Linked DNA regions of Bos taurus: region 1 is linked to region 2. A link is a contact called in public Hi-C data. All regions are on one chromosome and are shown on one strand. The core of a region is the stretch at or near the end of the contact, and the rest is flanking DNA. Distances in the headings are between cores, read along the strand shown. Region 1 overlaps ARID5B (AT-rich interaction domain 5B). Region 2 holds the start of ARID5B (AT-rich interaction domain 5B).

The links. Hi-C and Micro-C count contacts between places; a contact is called where the count stands out from the background.
Region 1: a contact with region 2 is called in a Hi-C map of an unstated tissue, with 2.1 times the contacts expected there. The contact joins the enhancer-like site here to the promoter of ARID5B in region 2. A contact is called at or near these places in 3 of 11 Hi-C or Micro-C datasets (blood, skin fibroblasts and an unstated tissue).

The regions. Positions count from the first base shown.
Region 1 is chr28:18,046,032-18,052,615 of ARS-UCD2.0, forward strand. All of the region lies in intron 4 of ARID5B (AT-rich interaction domain 5B), which reads left to right. Among named protein-coding and RNA genes, the nearest start is that of ARID5B, 130 kb to the left of the region's middle. Within about 2 kb of position 5,235, at least 30 of the 102 cell types and tissues checked have an H3K27ac peak or open chromatin away from gene starts, as enhancers often do.
Region 2 is chr28:17,913,515-17,919,818 of ARS-UCD2.0, forward strand. ARID5B (AT-rich interaction domain 5B) reads left to right here and starts at 3,044. Exons shown (of 10, transcript XM_024986848.2): 1 at 3,044-3,084; 2 at 3,514-3,768. The coding sequence starts at 3,064.

The DNA.
Region 1 (6,584 bases), core at 3,985-6,484, 130 kb after region 2:
ACCTCTTCTCTTCAGGTTACTGATTTATATGAGTGATTGGCTCTCATAGTCATATGTTATCCTAAATGAAAACAACCTATCGTATCTTTTATATCAGAGGTCACAAATGCAAGTGTCCAGAGGTGTCAGCGGAGAACCTAGGGGGAGAAAGATGGTGGGGCTTATGAGAAATCAGGAGGCAGTAGATACCCATGCTCTGCCTAAAGGAGCAGCTGGTTTTCAGCTCCAGTTTTTTGTTGTGTTGTAGGAATAAGAGCCCACAGTTGTCAGATCTCTCAACTCTTTAAGAAGAGCCAGGCATATCAGTTTCCATGTGAAAAATCTCATGATTTTCAATTGATGACAAATAAAAATTTTTTAAAAATCTACAAACTAAGTAAACTATGATACCAGGCAGATTTGGTCTAGGAACCAGTCTTATTTAATGAAACTGTCATGTTATATAGATGAGGGAACGGAGGGAGGCGTGGTGAGTGAGGACATTTATTCAAATTTAATGAATATGTGAACTCCTTAAAGTGAGGAACTGTGCTGTTTTATCCCCAGCTGGACTAGCACAGTTTTAGGCATGTGATGGCAACTCCACAAGTATTTATTGAATCAACAAATATTAGATCTTAGAAGCTAAACCAGGACTTGGATTAGCCAGTAAGAAATCAGGACCTTAAATACTTGTTCTTAAATGATTTTATTTTCTTCCTAAGTGACCTTAATTAACTTCTGTTTAGATAGAACTTGCTCTTTTGCCATACTGTGGCTTGTTTAAAGTGGTATTTGATGAATAGGAATGTTCTAGTGAAAATGTCAGAGGAAAAACCCTGGATTCTATCTGGAGTTCAACCTCCCCATAGATCTGTCTATACTGGGACTCTTACAAACAATAGGTTTTCTTGGCCTATCATATTCAATTCCATTCAAATATTTGTCTATTTATTGAGCTCCTACAATGTGCAGAGGCCTCTGTATGGTGACTTCAAGACATAGGGGATTCAGGGGACCTGGGAGGGATCAGGGTTCAATGATAATTTAGAGAATGAAGATGCTTGGCATAGTCTCTCTCTTTATTTATTTTTTAAAACATTTTTTTATTGGAGTATACTTGTTTACAATGTTGTTAGTTTCTGCTGTACAGCACAGTGAATCGGTTACATGTAAATATGCATTCCCCTCTTCCTTGAATTTCTTTCCCATTTAGGTCCACAGATAATTGAGTAGAGTTCCCTGAGCTATATAGTAGGTTCTCATTACTTATCTACTTTAGACATAGTATCAATAGTGTATGTATGTCAATCTCAATCTCCCAATTTCTCTCTTTTAAAACAATTTTTTGGTCCTATTTAGGCAACACTTCACTGTGTGGCAATTTTCTTTCTTCACTTTTTGTCCTGAGATTTAATCTTGCCCCCAATATAGAATCAGTTATCACCAAGACATCCTCTCTTTTAACAACCTCTGGTTATTGTCTCTGTGTTGGAAGACTCAGCCAGAGTGGACAACATTCAGCCTTCATGGAGGTATACCAGATGTCTAGTGATCCTCGGGCTTTCATTGCACTTACTCTTTCTTCTTGGGTTCTTTATGGTGCTTACCTCTATGCCAAGGGTTCAAGTGTTTCTACCGTGTCAATAATACACCCACTAGAGAACTACTGGCCTCTTGAAATGCTTGAAGTGATGTGTTACTTCACGTGTCTGTGCATGTAATAGTAATAATAATGAAGTCCACCATTTATTCACTTCAGTTCAATCACTCAGTTGTGTCCAACTCTTTGCAACCCCATGAATCGCAGCACGCCAGGCCTCCCTGTCCATCACCAACTCCCGGAGTTCACACAAACTTATGTCCATCGAGTCAGTGATGCCATCCAGCCATCTCATCCTCTGTCGTCCCCTTCTCCTCCTGCCCCCAATCCCTCCCAGCATCAGAGTCTTTTCCAATGAGTCAGCTCTTCACATGAGGTGGCCAGTGCACTGGAGTTTCAGCTTGAGCATCATTCCTTCCAAAGAAATCCCAGGGCTGATCTCCTTCAGAATGGACTGGTTGGATCTCCTTGCAGTCCAAGGGACTCTCAGGAGTCTTCTCCAACACCACGGTTCAAAAGCATCAATTTTTCGGCGCTCAGCCTTCTTCACAGTCCAACTCTCACATCCATACATGACCACTGGAAAAACCATAGCCTTGACTAGACGGACCTTTGTTGGCAAAGTAATGTCTCTGCTTTTCAATATGCTATCTAGGTTGGTCATAACTTTCCTTCCATGGAGTAAGCGTCTTTTAATTTGTGTTTTCTAAATACCAGATAATGTGCTAGTCATGTTGTCTCATTTTATCTCATTCATAGTCTTTCTCAGTCATAATTGTTCAATCCTTTTTTTTTGACAAATGGGCAAATTCAACCCCAGAGATGGACTTGCCCAGGGTCATACAGTTGCTTGGTTGGTGAATATTATGAAGAACTCTCTGATCTCAAAGCCTCTGCTTTCTTAACTTCCTTATGAAACTTGGGGATCCAGCAACAGTTTTACCAACTTCACCAGCCTTCTGTGAAAGGTATACCTTTTTTTAGAAAGCCAACTCTAAGGGATGCTTTAAACCAAGTGAATGATTTTGAATGAGACTGCGTTTAATTTCAAAACAGTGTCCTTTGCTGGCAAAGATAATCATATGTAATGTCATCTTGCAACCTCTCTGCATGTGTGTGATTTCATAAAACTGGTGTAGCAGTTTATTATTATAAAATTAGTATCACATAGAACAAACCCGGGACCCAAGCCAGACAAAATAGACAATGAGTAGTTATATAAGGTTTTGGAAGCACATGTAGTAGAACACAAGCTCACTGTATTTTCTTCTCAATTGTCTGCTGTTTGTTAATGTTTCCTTTTCACCGTGATTGCATCTCGGTTTAATAGCACTTGCCATCTCAGGCTTTATGGTGCCAGGCCTGACATAGTTACATTCCCTTTGTGCTAAAAATATTGCATGTATATATTCAACCGCAGCCCGACATGTTTAGCTAATGGGCTACTCAAGGAGCTCTGCGCTTATATAATTAAGTGATGTATGTAATTTTGTGTTAACACATTTGCAATGTGTGTTTCCCTGGTGATTGCAATACTTTATTCCGTGTAAAGTGTGACATTTTAATTCCCGCTGAACAATTTCCTACCTTGATTTGCCTTGTTTTTGTGGCAGGGGATTATTTTGCAATCAAGATAAAAGCATTATTTATGAAATTTCTAGGCTATCCCATTACTGGGAACTTTTAACTGCAGATCAATCTCGTATTTTATTGATCTTTGTTAAAAATCTTTATTAGAATTTAAATTTGATCTCTACATTATAGATTTGCTGAGACTTTGGCCTGTAGGAACACTTTTTTTTTTTTAAGGCAGCTTTGCAGGGATGGGGTTTTATTAAAAAAATAGTTCTCGCCAGACAGTGTGCCGTCTTCCCCAGAGAACTTTGTTTCTCTTCCATGTTGCTCTTTCACCCTCTTTAGGTCTCCAGTAGAGCCAGCATCATCCTGTGGGCTTGGAGGGTCTTGGCAAAACAAGTCAGATTTATAGATTTTCACAGACAAGGCAAGTCTCCGTTAAGCTTTTAATTGGTTGACAATAGCTGGGCCTCAAAGTTACACAGTGGGAATTAAAATGTGAATGCATATTTTCCCCCCTTATTAATGGCCACTGTGACCAAGGGAAGGTGCTACAGACAGGAAGGTGAATAGCCCAGCCACTTTCCCCTCTTCAGAAATATTTCTTTTCTCTCATGGAATCAGCAGTCAGTACAATTTAATAAGCATTTACTAGACCCTCACTAAGTACCATACACTGCTTTCAAAATATGATCGTCAACTGTTCTGTAAATGTTTATTGAGCACCTACTATGATGCTGCTGCTGTGACTAAGACTGATGTCATCTCTTTAGTCTGGTGAGGCAGAGAGACCCACAGATGATTTCAGTACAGGTGCTGGGGTAGAAGCATACTTGATCTAGAAGTTACAGACAAAGAAATCCTCCCCCAGCGGGAGACGTGGAAAATAAGGAAGTGTCTTAGGGGATGCAATTCCCAATGCAAGTCTAGGGGAACAAGTCCAAGTTGGGGCAGGAAGGACAGAGGTGAAGAAGGAAGGGTGTTGTTGTCAGAGCTCGGGCACAGGTGTGAAGCCATGTGAAGAGCCTGGAACCTCTAAGGCATTTGTTACCACTGGAAGGTAACAAGGATGCTCCGAGGCAAGGTGGGCGGTGGTTCATGTCTCCCGCAGGTCTTGAATTCCCAAAGTCTTTCCTCACATGAGGAGGCCCCTGGGCTTGCTTTCAGCCCAGCCCAGCAAAAGCAAGCAGGTGGCAGGCGCTGAGGCCAAATGCCGAGTATTGCCCTGCTGGCTTCATGAACGTTTTCCTTTTAGTCCCTCCCATTTGGGTCTGAGCAAACAGCTGGGAGTGTGGTGCGCAGAAGTCCCGCCAGAGGACCTACGGTTGTATGCTCCAAGTGAGCTTTCTCAGTTGTGTGTTTTGGCATTCGAACACAGCGGGAATGTCCTTGTCAGCTCCCATTTGACTTTATTAATTGCAGTTCCTTGGAAAGTGTGTTTTAGTTACGTGGTCTTGGGATGACAGAGCTCACCCCGCAGAGAGACCCAGGAGGAGGTATTCGGGGCCCGTTGCAAAGCCATCTGCTGCCAAGGCATCACTGCTGGTCCCTTGCAGCCAGCAGACATGGGTGTCCGTCATGCTCTGCGGCCAACAGACATGGGTGTCCGTCATGCTCTGCGGCTAGCTGTGTGACTGTGGGGAGTCTGCAGTCTCTGGGCCTCCCCTTCCTGACAAGTAGAATACGGATTTGGACTCAGTGGTGTCTGAGGTTCACCTTACGCTGGAATGTCATCATTCTTTAAATTACTCAAATGAAGAATCCTGCCACCATCACAGCTCCTAGCAGTGATCTTTGGTTCCAGATCCACTAGAAAACCCACAGGCCACTTTCTACACTTCACGTCTTCTTTGGCTCTATATTTTAGAAGGCTGTCTACACTAGTTAAGATGCAAAGGGAATTGCTAAGCTTCTGAATATTCCTGGAAGATATGGTGGTATGGATCAAATAATCCACTTCATTAGGTGACAGGAGGCTGTCACCTAGCAGCTCCATGTTTCCAGGCCCCGCCCCTCCCCGCCCCCCTCCCCCGGCCAACCCCCACTTCCCAGAGCCCTGAGGCTGAGGTTAATAACGTCAAAAGAATGTTTTAAAATTGCTCTTCTGTTGATTCCAAAGAGTCAGAGCCCTCACGTGGTTAGAGTCCTGGGCTAAGAGTCAAATTCTAAATTTAATTCTAGCCTCTGTGAACGTCTTCGTGCCTCACTCTCTCAACATTAAGTGATGTTTCAGTTTTCTCATCTGCAAAATAGGCCTAAGATCCCTTGCTCCACAGAAATATTTGCAGACAGCTTTGTGGTACACAAGGATTGGCATTATATTGGGGCAGAATATCATTTTTCATTCCATAATGGGGCTGAAACAAAAGCCCTTTTGAGTATGCACCTTGTGTAAACTTACCATGCTTAAATGCTGATGAATTTCAGAGGTCAGCAAACACCACCCCCTTTCTTCATTACATTTTTTAAAGCTAAACAAGGCTAACTAGGGAATTCATTTTGGAATAAAAAGACATGAAAGAAAGGGTATTTCAGCTTGCACAATAGTACGAAGGAGAACAAGAATCATCATGTTTGCTGAAGAACTCACAGCTGCTTAATTTTGTAGTAAAATTACTAAGAACTTTGCAAATTCAAAGACAAAACCAAACAACTGTTGTTGCAGCACTGAATTTCCACGTGTAAGCGGAAAAGCCAAGTTAAGATTAATCTGCCCCTAAAATCACATTAAAAATACAGAACGTTTTTGTTAATGCTGGTTGGAGGAGCGGCTTTTATCTGAAGAGAAGACACATAAAAGAGGGAAATGGTACGTTTACTGGTAATAAGATGAAAAATAGTTTATGTTCTCGTGTACTTTGCCCCCAGCTTTTTCTTAAGCTGCTCAGTCTGTTTTAATGCTAGGTTTGTTTGCTTTTTGGGGATGGGCCTGTTAGGCAGGAAATTGTTGAAAGGCCTACAGCAGAATTTTTATTTAAATGGTGTTTTTAAAAATTAAAATTAAATACCAAATCGAGTAACCGATGATTAAATTTGGAGTTCAGATTTTTGTAAAATTTTATTTTTAGACGATAAGTTCTATACCTGTACTTGTTCTGTAAATTCCAAGTTTCCATATGTTGCCCATTGTCAGAAACAAATAAACTGTTCCTCATTTAAAAAGAAAAAAAGTGGTTTTCTTCCATATTAGGGAATTTATTCAGACTTCTTTCCTTGGTTCCTATAATTCCAAGCCAGTTGGAACATCAGTCTATTTTTGGTTATGAAGAAACTTTTTTAAAATGTAGGCCTGATTTTTTTTTAAGGTTCTAAATCTCATAAAAATCAATTTACCACATATATAACAGTTATGGTTGTAAATAGAGTGAAGTCACTGTATTCTAGAAAGACTGATTTCTAATTTCCATATTAGCCCCTCCCCTCATCC
Region 2 (6,304 bases), core at 1,794-4,293:
TTATCTTAATTGAAACTTTCTTTGTATGGATATTTGCTACATAGATAATTTACAGGTGCCTATCAAGCCTAATATTAAAGAAAGAAAATACAGGATTTTTTGTTTTGTTTTTGTAAACACACCATTGTGATCTGTAATTTTAAAAGTCATTCCAGGATTGGACCTGAAGTTTGATTTATTAGATTTTATTATGTTCATGGGGGTGGTGGTGCTGCTGCTAAAATAAGAGAGGGAAGAAGTCCCTGTGATTCAGTTTTGAAATTTAGCTTCCATCTGATTACAAGATTGTAGATATTCAAAAATATTCAGACCTAGATCACTGCAATTGTTAACATCTCAAAAACCTTGTCGAGAGTCAGGCAGCATTCAGCCTAGTTCAGCACCTACCTTGAAGAGATACAGAAATAGGGTTTCTAATTAAGTGAAGTTCCTTACAGACCCTTAAAGACTTAATAGCACCAAAACCAGCAGAAGTTGCTTAGATGCTATGAGGAGCTATGTATTTTTAAAGAGAGAGATTTAATATACAATCGAGGGATACCCTCAGGCATTCTGTTGAGGTTTCCTGCATAAATGCTGCTGCGTTGGTCATACAGGAAACTGACTCACAGTCGATCTCAAATATGATCTTGTCAAAATACTGCAACTCAAGTTTTTTAACATAGGATTTCTTGAGCTGGATGTGTATATTTACACTAACAGGACAGAGACTAACTGAAGCCTTAGGTGTCTCTCATATATTTTTAAAAAATTATGTAAAATGCCCTTCAGTCAAATCCATTCATATGTAAAAAAATGAACAAAATGGGTTATTCTAATCAAATGTCTGCAGTAAGCATCATAAACTTAAAAAAGAGAGAGAAAGCGCCAGAGAGCTGTAATTTCTCTTTGTAACCCATGTTTATAAAATAGAAAGATCAGATGAAATTTCAAGGAAGATAATTAAAGAGTGATGTGCAAGTCATAATTTGGCTAATGCAAAAGATGGGAGGCTGCGAATTTTTACACTGTCCTTCATGGTGCAGAGTTGTGATATTACTTTAAATTATTAAAATAGTTTCGACATCTTTCAGAATACCGGCTCTTGGGCATGGGCTTTTATTACTTATTGTAATTGGAGGATCTGCCATTTTCTTGCGTTTATCTCTGTGTGTATAGAAACGAGATAGATCTTGCCTTTTATTACTTCCCCATGTTCTGAATCAAAAATGTGGTTTAGATAATGTTAAGTGCCCTAATTCTTACTGCAGCGGACGCAGACGTTATGAAAAAGCATAAAAATACACACAGAGGGTCTTTCCACCTCAAGTCACTGAATATTAGGCATTTGTGCTCTGCCGGGTGTATTAACTTCAGCCATGTGAATATAATTTTCATTAAAGTAATCCTGTTTCAACTAGATGCTGTGACTGGAGGTGAAACGTTGCGAAAGCGTTAAAAATAGCTTACTAGTAATTTCAACATCCTGTAATTTTATCACAGATCAAGTTTCAACTGTCATACTATACAGACCTTATTCCCCATATAGTACATGTTTACTTTTTTAGCATGCCAGACCCACTTTGGAAAGATTGGTGCCAATATAATAAAATCGGGAGGGGGGTTGATACTGAAAGGAGTGGGAGGAGAGCGGGGAAGGGGGTGGGAGAGCGTGGGGGAAGCGAGTACACCATTTTACATCAACACTGCGAAAATGCAATCTAGCCTGGCGGAGGACCGGCAGCTGGGTCGGAGCGAGCGAGGGCTTTGCAGTCTCTGCCTGTTCCTTGTTCTGTCGCTCTTAAGTTTCTCTGTGTTTGCATAATAGCCGTGCATGCAAACCTCGCAATGCTCCAGGGCTCCAGAACAATAAATATACACATTTAAAGCCTTTATTGTCTTACGGTTCATGCCCCCGGTTTTCAACAGCTTAATTTCTGGTTGTATTTAACTAGTTTGCAAATGGATTTTTTCAGTTTCAAACTATTATTGAGGAAGCTCCCCTCCCTTTTTGGCGGGGGAGGGGTTGGGGGTGGGGTAGGAGTCAGTATATTATTCCTGTAGCGCTGGGTTATATAAACACATTATCATTTGAGAGCGCCCTTGGCGTCCATCAGCATTGTAAACACGTACTAGTGTATATACTTCAAAATTAAAGAATGCACACGCAGAACCAGGAGCCTGAATTCATATTCCGAGCAGACTCGCTGCTCGCATTTATTGATTTATCATGCATCGTTTATTGTTCCAGTCCCTAAATGCAGTCGCTGTCCGTTCAATATTGTTTGCAAAATCCTGAGATGTGTGTGCGCTGCTCACTTGTCTTTCTGTTCTGTTTTTTTTTTTTTCTGAGTATTTTTTTTTTGCGAAGCGAACAAATGCATTAATATTTATATGTTTATATAATCGATAACCCACTTTTCCCTTCCACGTAAATAGGCATCAAAAGATAATTTAACAGATTAGTTCTCGAAAACATGGCAGTGAGGAAGCGTAATTTAACTATCAAACAAATCTACATGTCTAATAACAGCAAATCTGCTAAGGAGCATTAGAAAGAGGAGCAGCGCCCCGGAATCTCTGCAGGAAATGTTCTTTATATTAGACATATACAAGCAGGTCCTGTCAGATGCACAGCGGAGCTCGGTAGCTCTCGTCTCCTCCAAAAATTTCATCAAACGACATTGCTAGACCAGGGAGATTGGGAAGAGGGAGATCGCATCTTCACACAATTTTAGGGTAGAATTTATTTTTACAAACCTCCCTATACGTTTTTTGCCTTGATCCATCCGCTTCCCGCCGAGATCGGACGGAGCCTTTCTGTCGATTATGAATTTGATCAACCTACATTTGGAAGGAAACCTACATAGTTCTGACAGGAGCTGAAAATTGAGACGTCAGAGAAATATTAGGACATAATTTCAATCATTTTAGTGCCGAAGGGGAGGCAAAAACTTAGTTTTATATTGAGACAGTAAGCCGGCTGAATGCAGAGAATGTGTCTCCCTTCCAGGACCTGATGCAATCCATTCAAGCCAACAAGTTTGGAGAGAATGTTGAGTTCAATCAATTCAGAACGTCGAGATGGAGCCCAACTCACTCCAGGTATTTCGCTCTCCTCCGCTCTTCCGATCCCGGCACCCCCCGGCACCCCCCAGCCCCCCGGCTCACCCACACCTCTGCACCCACCCACGCCCCCCACAAACTTTTCACCAAACTTTTACCCTCTACATCCCCCAAATAATTTTTATTGTTTTAAAAAAATCCCTGATCATACATACATAATGTAATTTTACCGCCTCAGATGGAGAGGTAGGGAGAGGTGGCGGGGGGTGGGGGTGGGGGGGCCGGAGGTGTTTTTTTTTTTTTTTAAGGGAGGCAGAAAATTTGTGGGCTCTATTATTTTTCCACCCAGCTTTATATCTGTTGGCTCTTCTGTATTAAGAGTGGATGTCTGTGTGTAAATGTGTCTGGGAATAGACGTTTGTGCTCTGATGGCTACATTATTTATTTGGTGCTTTTTTTCCCCTGCAGTGGGTCGGCTCACCGTGTGGCTTGCACGGACCTTACATTTTCTACAAGGCTTTTCAATTCCACCTTGAAGGCAAACCAAGAATTTTGTCCCTTGGCGACTTTTTCTTTGTAAGATGTACGCCAAAGGATCCGATTTGCATAGCGGAGCTCCAGCTGTTGTGGGAAGAGAGGACCAGCCGGCAACTTTTATCCAGCTCTAAACTTTATTTCCTCCCAGAAGACACTCCCCAGGGCAGAAATAGCGACCATGGCGAGGTGGTAAACTTATATCTCCCTCTCTTCTTTCTTTATTATTTTTTCCCGTAGTAATGCTTATTACAGGGCAAGCTTGAAAATACTGTATTCACTTCTGCAGACGAGCAAGATCGACTTCTTTTTTAAAGGGGTAGCGCCACTAGCTGGGGCTCGAGTATTTTGCCATTGTCAGAGTTTGGCTGTCAGCTTTACAAAGAGGATCCAACTGCTGATTTTAGTCAAGATCAAATAACTTGTTTGAGAAGGGTTTTGTTCAAGGATGTGTGTGTGTGTGAGTGTGTGTGTGTGTGTGCGCGCGCGCGCGTGTGTGTGATCTTTCTGTTGCTGCTTGAACATCACATGCTTTTTATATTTTTTGCTTTTTGAAAATTTACCTTCGAGTCTGGCTCGGTCGGGGATGGGTGGATTTCTTTCGGTGGGTTTCGATATTGCTCTTTTTTTTTTTTTTTTAAGTAAGTATTTGATATGTTTAAGAGGGCGGAAATTACGAAATGGAGGCAGAGTGAGATCAAAAGCTATTGAGTTGGCAAAGACGTGTTGAATAAAGTGATAAATGACAGGTACTGGAATAATACATTCAAATAACTTGCAGATCTGCCCGGGCGGATTTCAAAGCGGTCGTGTAACCGGCACAAACACGTTAGGCATTAACAACTATCTCTCGTCCCCACCCCCTCTCCCCGGACAGACCATTTGATGTTTTTACTTTTCAATTACTCCACGCAAAGTGGACGTCTTCCAACGCGATCTTTGGGGATGTGGGGGACGCGGACCGCGGAGGGAAAGGCAGAGGGGTGTGTGCTCGCCCACAGGCCCTGCGGGTCCGGCGTCCTCGGTGCCCAGACGGCGCTCCCGGGGAGGGTGGAGAGGGAACGAGCCTCCCCGGCACGTTTCTGGGCGGCCGCGGGGGCGCTCGTCGCGTTCCTGGGAGGACGCCCGAGGTGAGCCCGCTGTCACCGGGCGCAGGGGCGGCCGCCTCTATTCGGCTCTGTCATTTCATGTGTGACCGCAGTTCTGCGGGCTCCCCTCGTCAGCTGACCGACCTCAGCGCCGTGGTACCTACCCGGGGAACTATTTTGGGGAGGCTGTGCCCACTGCGCGGCGGGGAGGGAGGGTGCGCGGCCGCCTGGCAAGGCTTTGTGTTGTCCAAGCGAGAGCACGGTAATCAAACTCAGACTTTTGAGGGCAGCTAGCTCTGTCTGTTCCAGGCTCTCGAGCTTTCGAGGTAGGTGTAAGGATCTTTTTGTTAAATGAATGGTTCCCCGTTTAACTCATCCCGGAGCGGAGCTCGAAGCTGCCTGCCAGTCAGTCCTTCCAGAATTCCTTGGTCTGATGGAGTTGATTGTACTTTTGGCATCTCCAGTTCACTCCTTCTCCGGGGAATCGAATTACCCATCAGTGGTCTCTGCCGGTTTAATTACTGGAGTTCGTCAAAACGTTCTCCCTCCGATCTGCCTCTTCGGAAATAAGCCCCTCCCTCCTCCCCGAACAACCCCCCCCCCCCCCGACAACACTCCGCCCCTCCGCCCTCCCCGCCAGCTCTGGGTTTTAAACGTTCACATTTCCCGACGTCTGCCGGCAATTTTACAAAGGTGTTGTTTGGAAATACTGTGAAAAATCCTGCAACCTACCAACAGGTTGAGCTCTTTCCTCCTGCCAAGGTCTAGCTCGGGCCCCCTCCCCCGACCCAACTTTCCTGCGCAGCTGTCTTCCTCCTCCTCCCCCTCCTGATTTCTTATTATTTGCTTTTCAAATTTATTACTTCAACATGGCCTGTGATCTGGAAAAGGGAAGGATTAAATATCCAGAAAAGAGCTGGTGCCTAATAGACTTCTGACTAAACCCAGAAGGAAATTATTCAGTGTTTTATGGGATATTTTGTGGCCACGCTCTTTTTTTTTAATTGAAAGTGGAATATTTTTTAAAGACCCTGAATTGACCCCACTTGGTGCAGTTTTAATTTCTGTTGTGTAATTAAATACTGGATTCTGACTTGAGAGTGAAAGAAATATTAGGCAAAGATTGCATCTGGTAAAACAGTTGATAGTGAATAGATATATTTTTAAATACACGATTTTTTACAAAAATATTCTTTATGGGGAAATGTAAGCGAACCATTTTAATGATCTTTGCATTTCGTCATTGCTGTATGAGCCATACCTGAGAAAATTAATCTTGCTATTTAAAAGTAAACTCCAGGGGTTTGGGGGAGGGAGATGGCTCTATTTATAATCCTCAGCTGCGTATACATCGCCTAATATTATGCATGATTTGTTTTTTAATGCTAACACGGCTGGTAATTAGCTGTATGATTATACTTGTATATTTCATTAGGACTTTGGCTGATGTCATTGTGAATTATTCAGCCATATTAAAACAATTTTCAATTGAGATAATGACACGCCTCAAAATTATGCAAATACAGGCTACATTGTGCAAAATAATTATGACAAATGTAAAGCAGGTAGAAAGTTTCCCAATGCAGATCGGTTTTCCACCCTGGTGATGTCATTTCCCCCCTGGCCTAAGTTAGTCA